Regions from separate parts of the Mus musculus genome. Here region 1 is linked to region 2. Evidence: chromatin contacts called from public Hi-C data. All regions are on one chromosome and are shown on one strand. Each heading gives the region's core, a stretch centred on a gene start, on an enhancer-like site or on the middle of the called end of the contact. The rest is flanking DNA. Distances are from core to core; before and after follow the strand shown.

Region 1 (6,934 bases), core at 4,428-6,927, 140 kb before region 2:
TGCCTAGGCCAGCGTCCCCTGGCTGTGTGTCCAGCTCTGTCGGGTGTCCCTAGCAGTTGGAACCCCTTTTCTGCCCAGTTGTGCTACTTCAGCAGATAGGAGTTGGGGATTAATAGGGATAGTTTGGGGGTACCTGGTGGCCTCCCTCAGTGTTTGAGGACACCCTGGCTCATGTGTGTCATCAGCTCCTAAGTTCAGTGAGGCTGGAGAGGTGGGCGTTCAGTGATATCAGAGTCAGGGGCCATTTTCTTTACCGCCCCCCCCCCCATTTTCAGTGGCATATTGAGGAGTTCCAGGTTCAGTGAGAGAGCCTGTGACACATGTCCTTAATTCCAGCATTCAGCAGACAAAAGCAGGCTTACCTCTGTGAGTTTGAGGCCAGCCTGGTTGGCCTACATAGTGAGTTCCAGGACAGCCAGGGCTACATCATGATGCTCTGTCTCCAAGAAAGAAGGAAGGCCCAAAGGGCTGGAGAAATGGCTCAGAAATTACTAAAGCACTGAGCCAGGGTTTGAATCCCAGCACCTACATTGGTGGCTCACCAAGGCCGGTAAACTTTAGTTCCAAAGGCTCTGAAACCTTTCTCCTTTCTCCTGCCTCTGTGGGCATCTACACACTCAGAAGCACATGCACAAAGACACACACAATGGGTGGATGGAGAGAATAAAGGAAGATCCCTCTGCCTGCCGCATACATGCACCTGCACACGTGTAATCTGCATGCACATATATGCATGTGTACGTGTACACAAACACGTACACTCCCCCTTGTTGCTAGGAGAAACTACGTGAGATGATCAGCTTGTGAAAAGGAAAGGTTGGTTTTGGCTCATTGTCTCCACCCACCACGAGCTGGTTCCGGCTCCATCGTGCTGGTTCCGGTTCCATTGCGCTGGTTCCGGCTCCATCGCGCCCGCCCGAGAGGGCTCAACTAATGCAGGAGCACAGAAGCTACTCTTGACTGGCAGGAGATAGAGAGGAAAGAGCAGAGGCCTGGTAGCTCCTTTTAAGACCGCACCTCCTGTTACCTGCTAACTCTTGTCAGACACTAGCTCTAAACTGTGTTCCACTCCCGCAGTAGCGCCTTAAGTGTGAACTCAAGGGTAGGCGGGAGCGCTTCCAAACTGAAGCTAAGGCACCCCTTCCATGCAGACCCCGAGGGTTCATGGCGGGTGACTCAGGTCCAGGGATCGGGGATCCAGATCTGCCCAGACCGCCTGGTGGGGTGTCTTGCCTTTGGCTCTGTGGCTTCGGGTACAGTGCTGGGCTCTAGCTGTGGTTTTTCACGTCCCGCAGCGGCGAGGCATGAAAGGCAAGGCTCGCAAGCTCTTCTACAAGGCCATCGTCCGAGGCAAGGAGATGATCCGAATCGGTGACTGCGCAGTCTTCCTGTCAGCCGGCCGCCCCAACCTGCCCTATATTGGCCGGATCCAGAGCATGTGGGAGTCCTGGGGCAACAATATGGTGGTTCGTGTCAAGTGGTTCTACCATCCGGAGGAGACCAGCCCGGGCAAGCAGTTCCATGAGGGCCAGGTGAGTGTCCCTGATGGGAACTGAAAGAGTCCCTGGTGTGTAAAGGTAGACCCATGGTGTTTCATTTCTGTTGATGCTAAAATACCCTGCCGGAAAGCAGGAGTAAGGATTTTCTTTTAGCTGACAGTTCTTTGTTATAGACCAGACAGACAGACAGATAGATCAGCTCTGTGGGGAGTCACAGTGGCAGGAGCATGAGGCAGCATGACTGTTGACAGTCAGGAGCAGAGAGAACGAACGCATTCATGCTTAGTGCTCAGCTTGCTTCCTCTACTCCTGTAGTCCAAGGTTCCCTGTGCAGGGAATAGAACCGCCCACAGTGGACTAGGTCTTAATTAACAAAATCAATATAATCCCCATCAGATGTACCCACAACCCAGTCCGACTTAGTGCCTGATTGAGACTCTTCCCAGATAAGTCTAGGTAGAATCAAATTGGCAATTAAAAACCATTACACCGGGCTGGAGAGATGGCTCAGCGGTTAAGAGCACTGACTGCTCTCCCGAAGGTCCTGAGTTCAATTCCCAGCAACCACATGGTGGCTCACAACCATCTGTAATGGGATCTGATACCCTCTTCTGGGGTGTCTGAAAACAGCTACAGTGTACTTTCATATAACAAATAAATAAATCTTAAAAAAAAAAAAACATTACTCCATTTGTGGCTGGGCATGCTGTGGCCCTACCCGTGGAAAGGCTGAGTAGTCCAGGGAGTTTGTGCAGTGGGCCTGGAATCTCAGATGGGAGGAAAACAAGGCTAAGACTTCCTCTTATCCCTCCCTCCCCCAGCACTGGGACCAGAAGTCAGGGCATAGCCTCCCTGCAGCCCTGCGGGCCTCCAGCCAGAGGAAGGACTTCATGGAGGTAAGACGCAGCAGTGGGCTCTTGGTGCTGGCTGAGGGCAAGCTCCGTCCAGATGGGGTGGGCCTCGAGCTTTCTGCTCTGCCCCTCCTAGCCTCCCTTCCTCTCTCCCTCCCTCCCTGCCTCCCCCATCCCTCTCTCTCATCTGTGGCTCTGGGCTGCTGGAGTCCCTGTCTCTGTCCCATCTGCTCACTGAATCTGCCTTTGTCCTGGCGTCTCCTCGTCTCCTAGTGCCCCTTTCCTTTCTGTGTCTTGCTCTGGCATTTGCAGGCATATCTGTTTGTCTCTTCTTCTGTTGTTTCTTTTACTTTTCTTTCCTGTATACACACACACACACACACACACTTTGGTACCTGGGTGGCAAGTGTGCATGCAGGTGTGGGTAGAGGTTCACTGTCACTATTGGGAGACTTCCTGACACCAAACCCAAAGCTCACTGATACAGCTGGTCTTACTAGCCAGCTTGCTCCAAAGGTCCTGTCTCTGTGGTCCAAGGCTGAGATTTCAGGCGGACTACCACACCCATCTACTGCTTACAAGGCTTCTGGGACTCTGAACACAATGGGGATGGCATTACATCATCCTGTGTTCCCTTGCTACCTGTTTCCCTCCATCTCTTCATCTCTCTTGGTCTCTGTCATTGTCTCTCCATCTGTTGCTTGTCCCTCTTTGTTCCCATCTGTCTCTCTATCCATCTGTCTCTGTCTCCAGGTCTCTGCCCTTAAGGCATCCCAGGGTCTCCCTGATCCAGGAGGGTTCCCTCCAGTCCCTAACACCCACTGTGTCCCCACAGCGCGCCCTGTACCAGTCCTCCCACGTGGATGAGAACGATGTGCAGACAGTGTCCCACAAGTGCCTGGTGGTGGGCCTGGAGCAGTACGAACAGATGCTGAAGACCAAGAAATACCAGGACAGCGAGGGCCTCTACTACCTCGCGGGCACCTATGAGCCCACCACAGGCATGATCTTCTCCACGGACGGCGTGCCTGTGCTCTGTTGAGCGCCGCCCACCCAGCGGGGCCCACAGAGACCCCCCCTCCCCACCACTGCCATGGCGCGGGACCACGTGTGTTGTGTGCATGCCAGTGTGCTTGTGGGCGTGTGCATGTGGCCAGGTGGACGCCCCAGGCAAGTGTGAGTGTGTACATGTGTGTGCCCGTATGCATGCACGTGTGTGCACACATGTGCACACATTTCCAGACCCTTTCTGGTCATCCCCTGGTGCCCTCATGCTGAGATTCCCCCCCCCCCCCACCTCAGCTATCAGGGTCCGGCTCTGCTGTCCCCTCAGGGTCACCTCAGCGAGGAGGACTTCCCTCCGGCACTTTGTCTGCGCTCAATGAGGCTGCCCTCTGTGCTCTGGGCCTGTGTAGACTCTTTGATTCTGTGGATGGGGTAAGGGAGAGTTCCAAGGACCCAAACTGGTGTTTGGTGTAGAGTTCAGCCACACCCAGCACGGAGCCCATCCAAGACCTCCTACCATGGGGCGGGGGGGGGTGGGGGGGGTGCCCAACGCCAGCCAGCTTCACCAATCACCCGGGGCATCCGGGTGTCCGTATGCCCGGCCTCCACCCTCTCAGGACAGCCTGGAATTGGGGAACAGGGAGGGCAGCCCAGGAGCGTCACCATACCCCGTGGGCCCCCCCAGCCCAGACCCTTACACTACAGAAATCCCCAATGGTGCTGAAATCCGCGCCCACGCCCGGCACGGCCCGCCCGGCACGGCCCGCCCGGCACGGCCCGCCCGGCCCCTCCACCAGGAGGATCCGAAAGGTTACCTGTACAGTTTCCTGTAGCCTGCCCCTGTATCATACACCTTTAAATGGAGTCAACTTTTTAATTATATATATAAAGATAAATATATATAAATATATATATAAACTTTTTAAAACTGTGAAAAATAGCTATGAAATTATAAAAAAAAACACATTCTGACGTGCAGAATATTATTTTTTATTTCCTGTTAGATCGTGAATGTCTAGCACCGGCTTTATGCCTCTCCCCCACTCCCCTGTACCCGCACCCCTGCCCATGTGTACTGTATGTGCCCCCAAATGGATGAGAGATGGAAATAGAAAGAGGGGGCCCGAGCCCAGCCCCCAGCTCAGCCCGAAGCACTTAACCAGTCCCCCTGTGCCTGCCAGACCCCAGTGGGGTCCCCGGAGGCTTTGAGCAGACAATCTTGAAGGAAGGAAAAGCCAGATTTCGGTTTTGTTTTTTCTTTTCTTTTTGGGGTGGGGGTAATTACTGTTTCCTGATTTTTTTTTTTAAGTTTCTTTTGGAATTTTGTTTGTTGGCAAATTCTGTGTGATCTTTTTTCATAAAAAAAAAAAAAGGAAAGAAAAAGAGAAAAGAAAAAATTTAATTGGAAAAATACTATGTCTTTGGAGTGACTTATTTTGGGGTCCTGGAGTGAATGGTAGAATCGGTGTAGAGGATCCAGGCGGGGCTCCTGTTCTGGAGCACCCAAAGATGGAGAGAGGCTGGAACCACACAACACTGGTTGTCAGTGACAGGAGCCCCACGTGCCGGGGAGGGGGCGGCAAACTAGAGGGTACGGCCTGGAGCTGTTCTACTGGGCACAGAGATGAGTTTGGTCCAGCATTTCAGGAAGTTCTCGAAGCCAGAGTGATCTGTCTTGTTTAAAATTCAAGAGCAAGGGCCAGGAGAGATGATGGCTCAGGAGTTAGGAGTGCCTGCTGCCCTTGCAGAAGAACTGGGTTCAGTACCCAGCACCCACATGGCAGCTCACAACCATAAGTAACTCTAGTTCTAAGGATGTGACGCCCTCTTCTGACCAGGTTTCATGTGGTGCATATACATGCAGGCAAAACACATAACTCTAAAACCTTCTCAGAGCTACAGGTTTTTAGGAAGATGCCTGCCTGAGTCCCATAACCATAAAACAAGCAAGCAGGCATGGCTGTGCCCTGGCCCCCCGAGCCCCCCCTCCCCCGGGAGCCCAGTGCTGAGTATGCCAGTCCAGCCAAACAGCAAGCCCCTGGTCAGTGAAAACATGTCACAGAGTGGGTGGTGCATGAGGGTTGACACCTCAGGATGCCTGCTAGCCTCCACATCCAGGTAAACATAGGGGTCCAACCCACATGTGGAAGGGTCAGGGTCACACACCCGTGTCTGGGTGGGGAATAGTTCTGGGGCCTGTGGAAGCTAGATTGGAGGACTGGCCAGCCAGAAGTGTAAATCTGCACGGATAGACAGGGTGGGGGTGGCAACTAGTGGTAACGTGGGAAGGCGGGGCTAGAGGTTGCAAGGAAGTAGGTGGTGAGTGGGAAGAGTCACATTGTTGCCATCTAGCGTCCACCTGTGGTATTACCACAGCCTTGGTCTGGGACCCTCAAGGGTTGCAAAGCAAGTCTCTGAGGCTACAGGACTTTCAAGTCCCCATTTTCCAATTCCATTCTTTGGGGATGCATAACAGGGAAAGGATGCCTCTGGACCTGGGGAGGTGGCTCAGTGAGTTACAGCATTGGCTATACAAGCAGGAGGACTGAGTTTGAATCCACAGAACTCTTCTAGAAATTAGTATGGCTAGCGGGGCTGGTAACAGGTGGATTCCAGGGGCTCACTGGCCAGCCAGTCTAACCTAAATGTTGGGGGACAGGTTAGGTGAGACAAGATGGTGTAGTGATAATGGACATTGGTTGTCTTCTTGCTTCTGTGCACACAAGCGCACACCGCACACACATGCACACACACAGCAACACCACACAGGGAGAGAGAGAATATGTCTCTAAATTGTCACCAGACACGCATGCGCATGTGCACACACACAGACAGAGAGAGAGAGAGAGAGAGAGAGAGAGAGGAGAAGAGAGAGGGGAGGGGAGGGGAGAGGAGAGAAAGAGAAGAGGAGGGGAGGGGAGGGGAGGAGAGAGGAGAGGGGAAGGGAGGGGAGGGGAGGAGAGGGGAGAGAGAGGAGAGGAGAAAAGAGAAGAGAAGAGAAAAGAGGGAAGGGGAGGGGAGAGAAAGAGAGGAGGGGAGGGGAGGGGAGAGGAGAGAAGAGAAGAGAAGAGAAGAGAAGAGAAGAGAAGAGAAGAGAAGAGAAGAGAAGAGAAGAGAAGAGAAGAGAGAAGAGAAGATGTCTCTAAATTGTCACCAGAACTGGGGACTGTAACCGGGAAGAATTCATTACTGGCTTTGAGCAGCCTGACTCCCAGACCCAGAGGGGGTAGAGCCAGGACCAGCACACTCCCCGTTTTGAGCTCTTCCTCCTGTGAGCCAGATGTAGAAATCCATATCTTTTCCTGTCCTCACAGAGGCAGCGGTTGCTAAGGCCCGTGCAAGCCCCAGGTGCTCAGCACTAGGCAATCATCAGTTCTAAAAACACCTAGCTCAGGACAGGTGGGACCACAAGTGTCTCAGCATTGTGGGGAAGACACCCCATCAGGGCCCCATTTTAATCTCCCCACCCTACCCAGTGGCTCACTTCCCAGCCCTCCCCCCACAAACACTTCCTCAGGACAGCGGTGGGCAGTCTCTGCCATATTTAATGGCCAGTGCGGTAGTCAGAGAACACACAGG
Region 2 (7,299 bases), core at 2,042-4,541:
ATTCTAGGCAGGGGCTATACCACTGAGCCACACCCCAAGCCCCTCACTGGGGGATTCTAGGCAGGGGCTCTACCACTGAGCCACGCCCCCAGCCCCTCACTGGGGGATTCTAGGCAAGGGCTCTACCACTGAGCCACGCCCCCAGCCCCTCACTGGGGGATTCTAGGCAGGGGCTCTACCACTGAGCCAGGCCCCCAGCCCCTCCCTGGGAGATTCTAGGCAGGGGCTCTATCACTGAGCCACGCCCTCAGCCCCTCCCTGGGAGATTCTAGGCAGGGGCTCTACCACTGAGGCATGCCCCAGCCCCTCACTGGGGAATTCTAGGCAGGGGCTCTACCACTGAGCCACGCCCCAGCCCCTCACGGGGGGATTCCAGGCAAGTACTATGAGCACTGAGCTGCATCCTCAGCCCTAAGGTTTCCTTTAGCATGGTCCGTTTTGCTCCTCTTTGACACATTTGTGCAGATTGTTTTCTATTCAAGCACAGTTCCCTCCCACCTAGGAATGTGCTTTGTCTTGATCTATCTATTGGTTCTCCAAAACAGGGTCTCATGTAGTTCAGGTTAGCCTCAAACTCACTGTGTAGTTCAGGCTGCCCTTAAGTACTGATCCTGACTTGTGATTACAGGCATGCGCTGTTACACCATCTGCACTGCTATTTAAGTATGATGGTGAGCCTGTGGCCAAAAAAAAATCCATTTCGGCTCCTACCTGTTACATGTTACAAAATACGGAGACAATTTTATTATATACAAACTCAAGCATAAAAGGTGACTTTACTGCCATTAAAAATGCCTGTCTGGGGCTTTTGGAAGAAAAACCGCTGGGTCACAAGGAGTTAAGAGAAAAGTCCATGGGTCTTTGGGGTGGTGGGAATGGTTTCTTGGGCCTCTGCCAAGGCATGCTCCCCCCACCTTCAACCCTCCCCTCCCCGCTCCATTCAATAGCTACAGCCTAAAGGAGAGACAAGGGGAGTTCTGTGGAGACAGAAATAAATAAATAATGGTCTGCCCTAGGTCTCCACGGCAACCGTGACATCACCCTGGACCCGCACGGCTGGCACCATGGGTGGCTTACCCGGTGTTAAAGGCACAGGGGAGGATACTGTGGTGCCTGGTGACAGGTGCAGGGCCCCACCCACCCCCGACGCCCAGAGGGTGATAAGCTTGCCCACCCGTGGCTCTCTTTACCAGCTGTCCACCCACTTGTAGACCAGCTGTTGACAGCATCAATGGCCACTGCCTCTTGGGGGCTTTGACAGAGTGAATCGACACTCCTGCTGTGAGCTGGACCAGCGTCCTCTGCCTGCAGGAGCGGAGTAGCCAATGCCCCCGTGCTTGAGCACACATAGCTATTCTCTCACAGTGGTTGGAGGGCTGAGGTCCAGGATGGAAGGATGGGAAGGGCTTTGTAGCTCTGACGTCTCCTCCTCCAGGTTCTGGGACCTTTGCTGGCTTGTAGACAAGTTGCTGCCATCACTGTTTCTGTGGCTTGAGGTCATCTTTGCCCTGTAATGGTCTTAAATGACATCCTGTTCTATGTTGTCCTCTGCCCTCTTTAAAATTTTTGTTGTGGTACTGGAGCTTGAACATAGAGTCTTGCATATGCCAAGCCACGCCCCCAGCCCCTCACTGGGGGATTCTAGGCAGGGGCTCTACCACTGAGCCCCAGCCCCTCCCTGGGGGATTCTAGACAGGAACTCCACCACTGAGCCACTCCCCAGCCCCTCACTGGGGGGATTCTAGGCAGGTGCTCTACCACTGAGCCACACCCCAGCTCCTCATTGGGGCATTCTAGGCAGGGGCTCTCCCACTGAGACACGCCCCCAGCCACTCATTGGGGGATTCTAGGCAGGTGCTCTACCACTGAGCCACACCCCAGCTCCTCATTGGGGGATTCTAGACACTGAGCCACATCTCCCAACTTCTTTTTGATTTGAGTCAGGACCCCACTAACTATCCCAGACTTAGTCTCAGCCTCACCATCTGTCTCCAGCATCTCTCAAACTTGTGACTCTCCTGTCTCGGCCTCCCAAGTCGCTTGGATAATAGACCTGCGCCATTAGGACTGGATGCCTGGATTATTTTTCTTTTAAGTGTATGGGTGTTTTGTCTGTATGTCCATGTCTCAGATCCCCTGAAATGTAACTTACAATTTGAACTCTGATTGTTTGGAAGAACAGCCAGTGCTCCTAACTACCGAGTTAATTCTCCAGAGCCTGCATGTCTGCTTTATAGTCTGTCCCTGCAAAGGCACATAGATGGTGGGATGGAAAACCCTGGGAGTTGGTTGCTATGCTCCTGAAATCCTGAGACTTTCAGGCTGGAGTGTTCATTTTCTCATCTGTCTGATGAGCACAGCGTTACCTTGTGCATGTGACATTGGGATATGTGAGTAGGACTATGCTTACTGCTGGACAGATGTGCTTCCATGACAAGGGCTGGATACCGGGGAAGCGCAGTGGTCAGCGCAGGCAGGACAGAGGAGCCAACCAGGTCTCCAGAGTCATCTAGGCCGTCATCTGATTCAGACACAGGAACACCAGGACAGGACAAACCCCGGAGCCAGCACTGGTCTGCTTCCTCCAGCCTTTGTTCCTGCCTTGCCACACCAGCACTTCAGAAGATACCATGCAGAAAGCATCCAGTAAATACTCCATGAGGTGTAGGAGCAGAGAGCAAGCTCACTGAAAAAGCTCCGGCGTACTTACCAACATGAACCCGCTATACAGAAGTGCTCAGTGAGTGTTCCCTGAACTGTCCCTGCCACGGAGAGAGCAAGAGGAGGTGCTCCACAGGTGCTCCATCTGCTGTATCAGCAGAGACCTGGCATACAGAAGGTACTAAATGGATGCCCTGGAGTCCTAGTATTGATCCAGCATACCAGTAAGACCTTAAAGGATTATGATGCACAAAGACCTTTGCACTGTACATTTTGGGGGAATGCACAGTAATAATTGTGTTTGTGAGTGTGTACATGAACCTGCATGTGAACACCAGAGCGGGTTCCTGGGCGTTTCCATCATCCTCTAGTTTGTTACCTCGAGATGGCCTGTGTCTAACAGGCCTGGTTAGATTGGCCACTGAGACGTTGGGATCTGTCTGTCTGTCCCCCACCCCCACCCCCCAGGGCTGGCATTACGGAGGTGTACAACCATAACCAACTTTCCACACGGGTGCTTGGGATTCAGTCTCAGGTCCTAGTACTTTTCCCCACTGAACAGTTCCTCTGCCTACATAACTGGGGTCTTAAGGGAGGATCTCAAAGTCTTTGGGCAGCTGACTCCCTCTGGTGGTGGATGCTGGGCAAAGCACCTCAGAGAACACTGCCCAGCTGCCCGGCTCTGTCTGAGGCAGTGTAGACCTGGGAAACCTCTTCCTGGCCCCGCTGGCTCTCAAGTGTCATCCGGGCTAAATGAAGTGCCCTTCACACTCCTATCATGGTAGAGCCAGCTTCAGAAGTCACCAGTTCTGTGCCACCTGGTGATGTCATTTCTCTGCTCCAAACTGTGCTGTGTGACAATAGAGGGGAGGATTGAAGGCATTTTGAAGGAAGGGCTCAGACACCAACATACCAGGAACGCTTATTATTTTCAAATATTTATTTATTTATGAGACAAGGTCTCGATATGTAGCTCTGGCTGGCCTGAAACTCTCTACATAGTCCAGGCTGGCCATGAACACACAGAGATCTGCTTGCCTTTGCCTCCCAAGAGATGCTCACCACAACTATTTATTAATGTGTATGTTGTGCGTATATAGGTGTCCATGGAGGCTAGGAGTGCATCAGATATCCTGGAACTGGAGTGCTAGGTGGTTGGGAGCTAGATGATGTGGGTACTGGGAACTGAACGTGGATGTTTTGCAAGAGCGGTAAGGACTCTCAACCACTGAGCTATTTCTAGCTCCAGGAATTCTTATTTTTAAGAACGCTTTTCATCCCAGCACTTGGAATGCAGAGGCAGGAGGATCTTTGTGAGATTTGAGGGCAGCCCGATCTACAGAGCCTGATCTAGGATAGCCAGGGCTACACAGTCTTGAAACGAGAGAGAGAGAGAGAGAGAGAGAGAGAGAGAGAGAGAGAGAGAAAGAGAGAGAGAGAGAGCGCATTGGTCTAAGAATGAAGCACCCCTACTTCTATCCCTGAATGACGCAGGTATTATGCAAGGGCACCAATTACACCAGTGTATGAAGTCCTGAGGACGGAACTCGGAGCTTTGCACCTGCTAGGAAAGTACTCAGGTTATAGTCCAAGTCCCAATAAAGGTTTTTTTATTTCCTAAATTAATATCATGTTGAGGATTAGACATGAAGCACTTAGCAGTAAAAACGTTTAACTTAAGACCAAGGAGTTGGTTCACTAGGTTGAGTGCGTGCTGTGCACACATGGGAACCTGAGTTCACATTCCAGAACCGATGTAAAAGGCTGGTGCCTGTACCACCAAAACTTGCAGCGAGGAACTGCCGGAGGCAGAGACAGGTAGATTTCTAAGGCCCACTGGCTAGCCAGCCAGCCTGGTTAGCAAGCTTTGGGTTCAGTGAGAGACCCTGTCTGAAAATAAGGGAGGAGTGTGATTGAGACAGGCATGCAATGTCACCTACTGGCCTATGTGTGTACACACAGAGGCAAGCACCAATGCATGCACCATGCAAGCACACACATGCAATTAAAAATAATACTTGGAAAGGGGGCAGGAAGGAAGGAGAGGAGCGAATCTGCATGGGTGAGAAGCTGGACTCTGGCTCTCTCGGCCAGGCTTTCTAAAACCCTGCCTCTCATTGCAGGTTTATGAATGACCGAGTCCCGGCGCACAAGAGGTACCAGCCCACTGAGTATGAACACGCAGCAAACTGTGCCACCCATGCTGTGAGTTAACTTGTGGGGTGCTGACATGGGGACCCTTCAGGGTGGGGGCAAGGAAGGCACTCTTCCTCAATCCGTTGTGTATATGTTGTCTCTGTGTGTGTATAAGCAGGTGCCCATGGCAGTCAGAAGAGGAGGTCAGGTGCCCTGGAGCTGGAGTTACAGGCAGTTGTAAGCCGCTCAATGTGGGTGCTGGGATGGAACCCAGGTTTTCTAAAAGAGCACTGAAGGCTGGATGTGATGGTTATGGTTGTGATGGTCTCCTCCTCCTCCTCCTCCTCCTCCTCCTCCTCCTCCTCCTCCTCCTCCTCCTCCTCCTCCTCCAAGACAGGGTTTCACTGTGTAGCCCAGGTTGGCCTTGAACTCAGAGATCCACCTGCTTCTGCCACTGGAGTGTGGTGGTGATTAAAGGAGGGGGCCACCACCGCCTGGCCTATGGTGCACATCTTTAGTTTCAGCACTTGGGAGGCAGAGGTAGGAGAATCTTTGTGTGTCTGTTGCCATTCTGGCTTAGAGAGTGAGCTCCAGGACAGCCAGAGCCACATAAAAAGATCCTGTCTCAAGGAAGGAGGAGGAAGAGGAGGAGGAGGAGGAGGAGGAGGAGGAGGAGGAGGAGGAGAAGGAGGAAGGAAGGAAGGAAGGAAGGAAGGAAGGAAGGAAGGAAGGAAGGAAGGAAGAGAAAACAGTCGTCTCTTTGGCTCTTTATTTATATTTTTGTGTGTGGGCGCCTGTATGGAGTTGGAGGCAGCTCTCAGGGGTCAGTTCTCCATGTGCACTGTGGGGCTCAGGGCTCAAACTCAGGGGTCAGACTTCCATAAAAACTTCGGCCCACTCCACCTTATTTTGTAGGATTCTCTGTCACACTCACCTGCTGACCCCAGGGATCTGCCTGTATCTGCGTCCCAATGCTGGGCTTCCAAAAACACACCAAGTGGCTCGTCTTTTGACACGGGTGCTGGGAATGTGAATTCAGGTCCTCATGCTTTACTGATGGAGCTGTCTTTCCGGTCCTTCCTGTCCCCTCCGGTGTGACCTGCTCTCAGGGCCCCATAGGATGACAAGGATCTAAGGAAAGCACTACGGACTATGGAACTGAGTACGCCTCTCACTCAACAAACCCCCAGTGGCTTCCTAGTACCCAGCAGAACATGTACCCGCTCTGGCTTGTCTCTGGCAGGCCCCAGCTCTCCGCTCACACAGCCACACTGCCACACTCTTGTCCAGAGCCCCTGACTTCCTCTGCTGCTTGCCATTCCCATGACTTCATGCCTTTGCATGTGGTGTCCCCATGGAAACTTCATGCCTTTACACATGCCGTCCCCCTCCCGGGAACACTTGCCACCCCGATCCACCCTGCCTATCCAACCCCTTTCACTATGCAGCCAAGGATGAGCTTGAGTTTAGTCCACACCTCCTGAGTGCTGGGATTGCAGGTGTATACTACTCTGCCTGCTTTATGTGCTGCTGGGGATGTCATTTGGGAATGACACACAAGCCCTCTGTCAACACAACTATGGGACTGTACATTCCATAAACCTTGAAAGAAGACTGGAGACATAGTTCAGTTGGTAGAGCCTTGAACAACAGTGAGAGGGAGGCCTTGGGCACCATTCCCAGCACTGCAAACCAGAAAATAAACCTAGAAGGACTTTTGGACTTTTCATCCTAAAGCAATGATAAATGTTTAAGACGATAGCTGTCTTTGACCTGAGTTTGGTTCTCAGCATCCATAGCTGACAGCTCACAACAACCTGTAGCGCCATCTTCAGGGGACTCTACTGCCCTCTTCTGGCGTCCATTGGTACCTGCACTCACATGCACCACCTCTTAACATAGTTAAAAAATAAGTACTTGCCGGGCGGTGGTGGCGCACGCTTTAATCCTAGCACTTGGGAGGCAGAGACAGGCGGATTTCTGAGTTCGAGGCCAGCCTGGTCTACAAAGTGAGTTCCAGGACAGCCAAGACTACAGAGAAACCCTGTCTCGAAAAACCAAAAAAAAAAAAAGTACTTAATTGATGATGATGTGTTGGTTGTGAAGAAGAAGAAGAAAGGAAGAAGGAGGAGGAGAAGGAGAAGGAGGAGGAGGAAGAGGAAGAGGAGGAGGAGGAGGTAGAAGAGGAGGAAGAGAAAATCTGCATAGAGCCAGGTGTGTTGACACAGGCCTGTGACTCTAGCCTTTGGGAGGCTGAGACAGGAGATAGTTAGAGTTTGAGACTCGTCTGCTGAGAGAGCCATTTTCAAACAGAAATTTCATGGTACCACATTAGCATGTACAACTTAAAAAAATCTTGTGTGTGTGTGTTTGTATGCAAGAGTGTGAGCACCTGTGTGTTGAGAGCGGGGACAGTTGCAGGTGTCATTTCTTACCGTCCACCTTGCTGGTCTGTTTCACTGGTGTAACCCAGGCTGGCTGGTCCATGAGAATTTGTGTATT

What was found. Hi-C and Micro-C count contacts between places; a contact is called where the count stands out from the background.
Region 1: a contact with region 2 is called in a Hi-C map of cerebral cortex, with 2.7 times the contacts expected there. The contact joins two enhancer-like sites. A contact is called at or near these places in 1 of 39 promoter capture datasets (embryonic stem cells), 8 of 15 datasets of contacts at CTCF or cohesin (CD8 T cells, the G1E-ER4 cell line, the NIH/3T3 cell line and 3 more), 122 of 484 Hi-C or Micro-C datasets (the 63-12 cell line, 8-cell embryo, the AML12 cell line and 70 more), 14 of 115 datasets of contacts at active chromatin or transcription factors (the 3134 cell line, astrocytes, bone marrow-derived dendritic cells and 5 more) and 4 of 9 other capture datasets (adipose tissue, embryonic tail, liver and 1 more).

Annotation. Positions count from the first base shown.
Region 1 is chr5:142,722,439-142,729,372 of GRCm38.p6, reverse strand. Slc29a4 (solute carrier family 29 (nucleoside transporters), member 4) reads right to left here. Exons shown (of 11, transcript NM_146257.2): 11 at 6,883-6,934. It overlaps Tnrc18 (trinucleotide repeat containing 18), which reads left to right. Exons shown (of 28, transcript NM_001122730.3): 26 at 1,296-1,532; 27 at 2,321-2,395; 28 at 3,186-4,771. The coding sequence ends at 3,392. Among named protein-coding and RNA genes, the nearest start is that of Slc29a4, 24 kb to the right of the region's middle. Within about 2 kb of position 5,677, at least 26 of the 459 cell types and tissues checked have an H3K27ac peak or open chromatin away from gene starts, as enhancers often do. A contact at or near this core is called in cerebral cortex and stem cell-derived neural stem cells, where this site is marked.
Region 2 is chr5:142,577,748-142,585,046 of GRCm38.p6, reverse strand. Mmd2 (monocyte to macrophage differentiation-associated 2) reads left to right here. Exons shown (of 7, transcript NM_175217.6): 2 at 4,785-4,866. Among named protein-coding and RNA genes, the nearest start is that of Mmd2, 27 kb to the left of the region's middle. Within about 2 kb of position 3,291, at least 12 of the 459 cell types and tissues checked have an H3K27ac peak or open chromatin away from gene starts, as enhancers often do. A contact at or near this core is called in cerebral cortex and stem cell-derived neural stem cells, where this site is marked.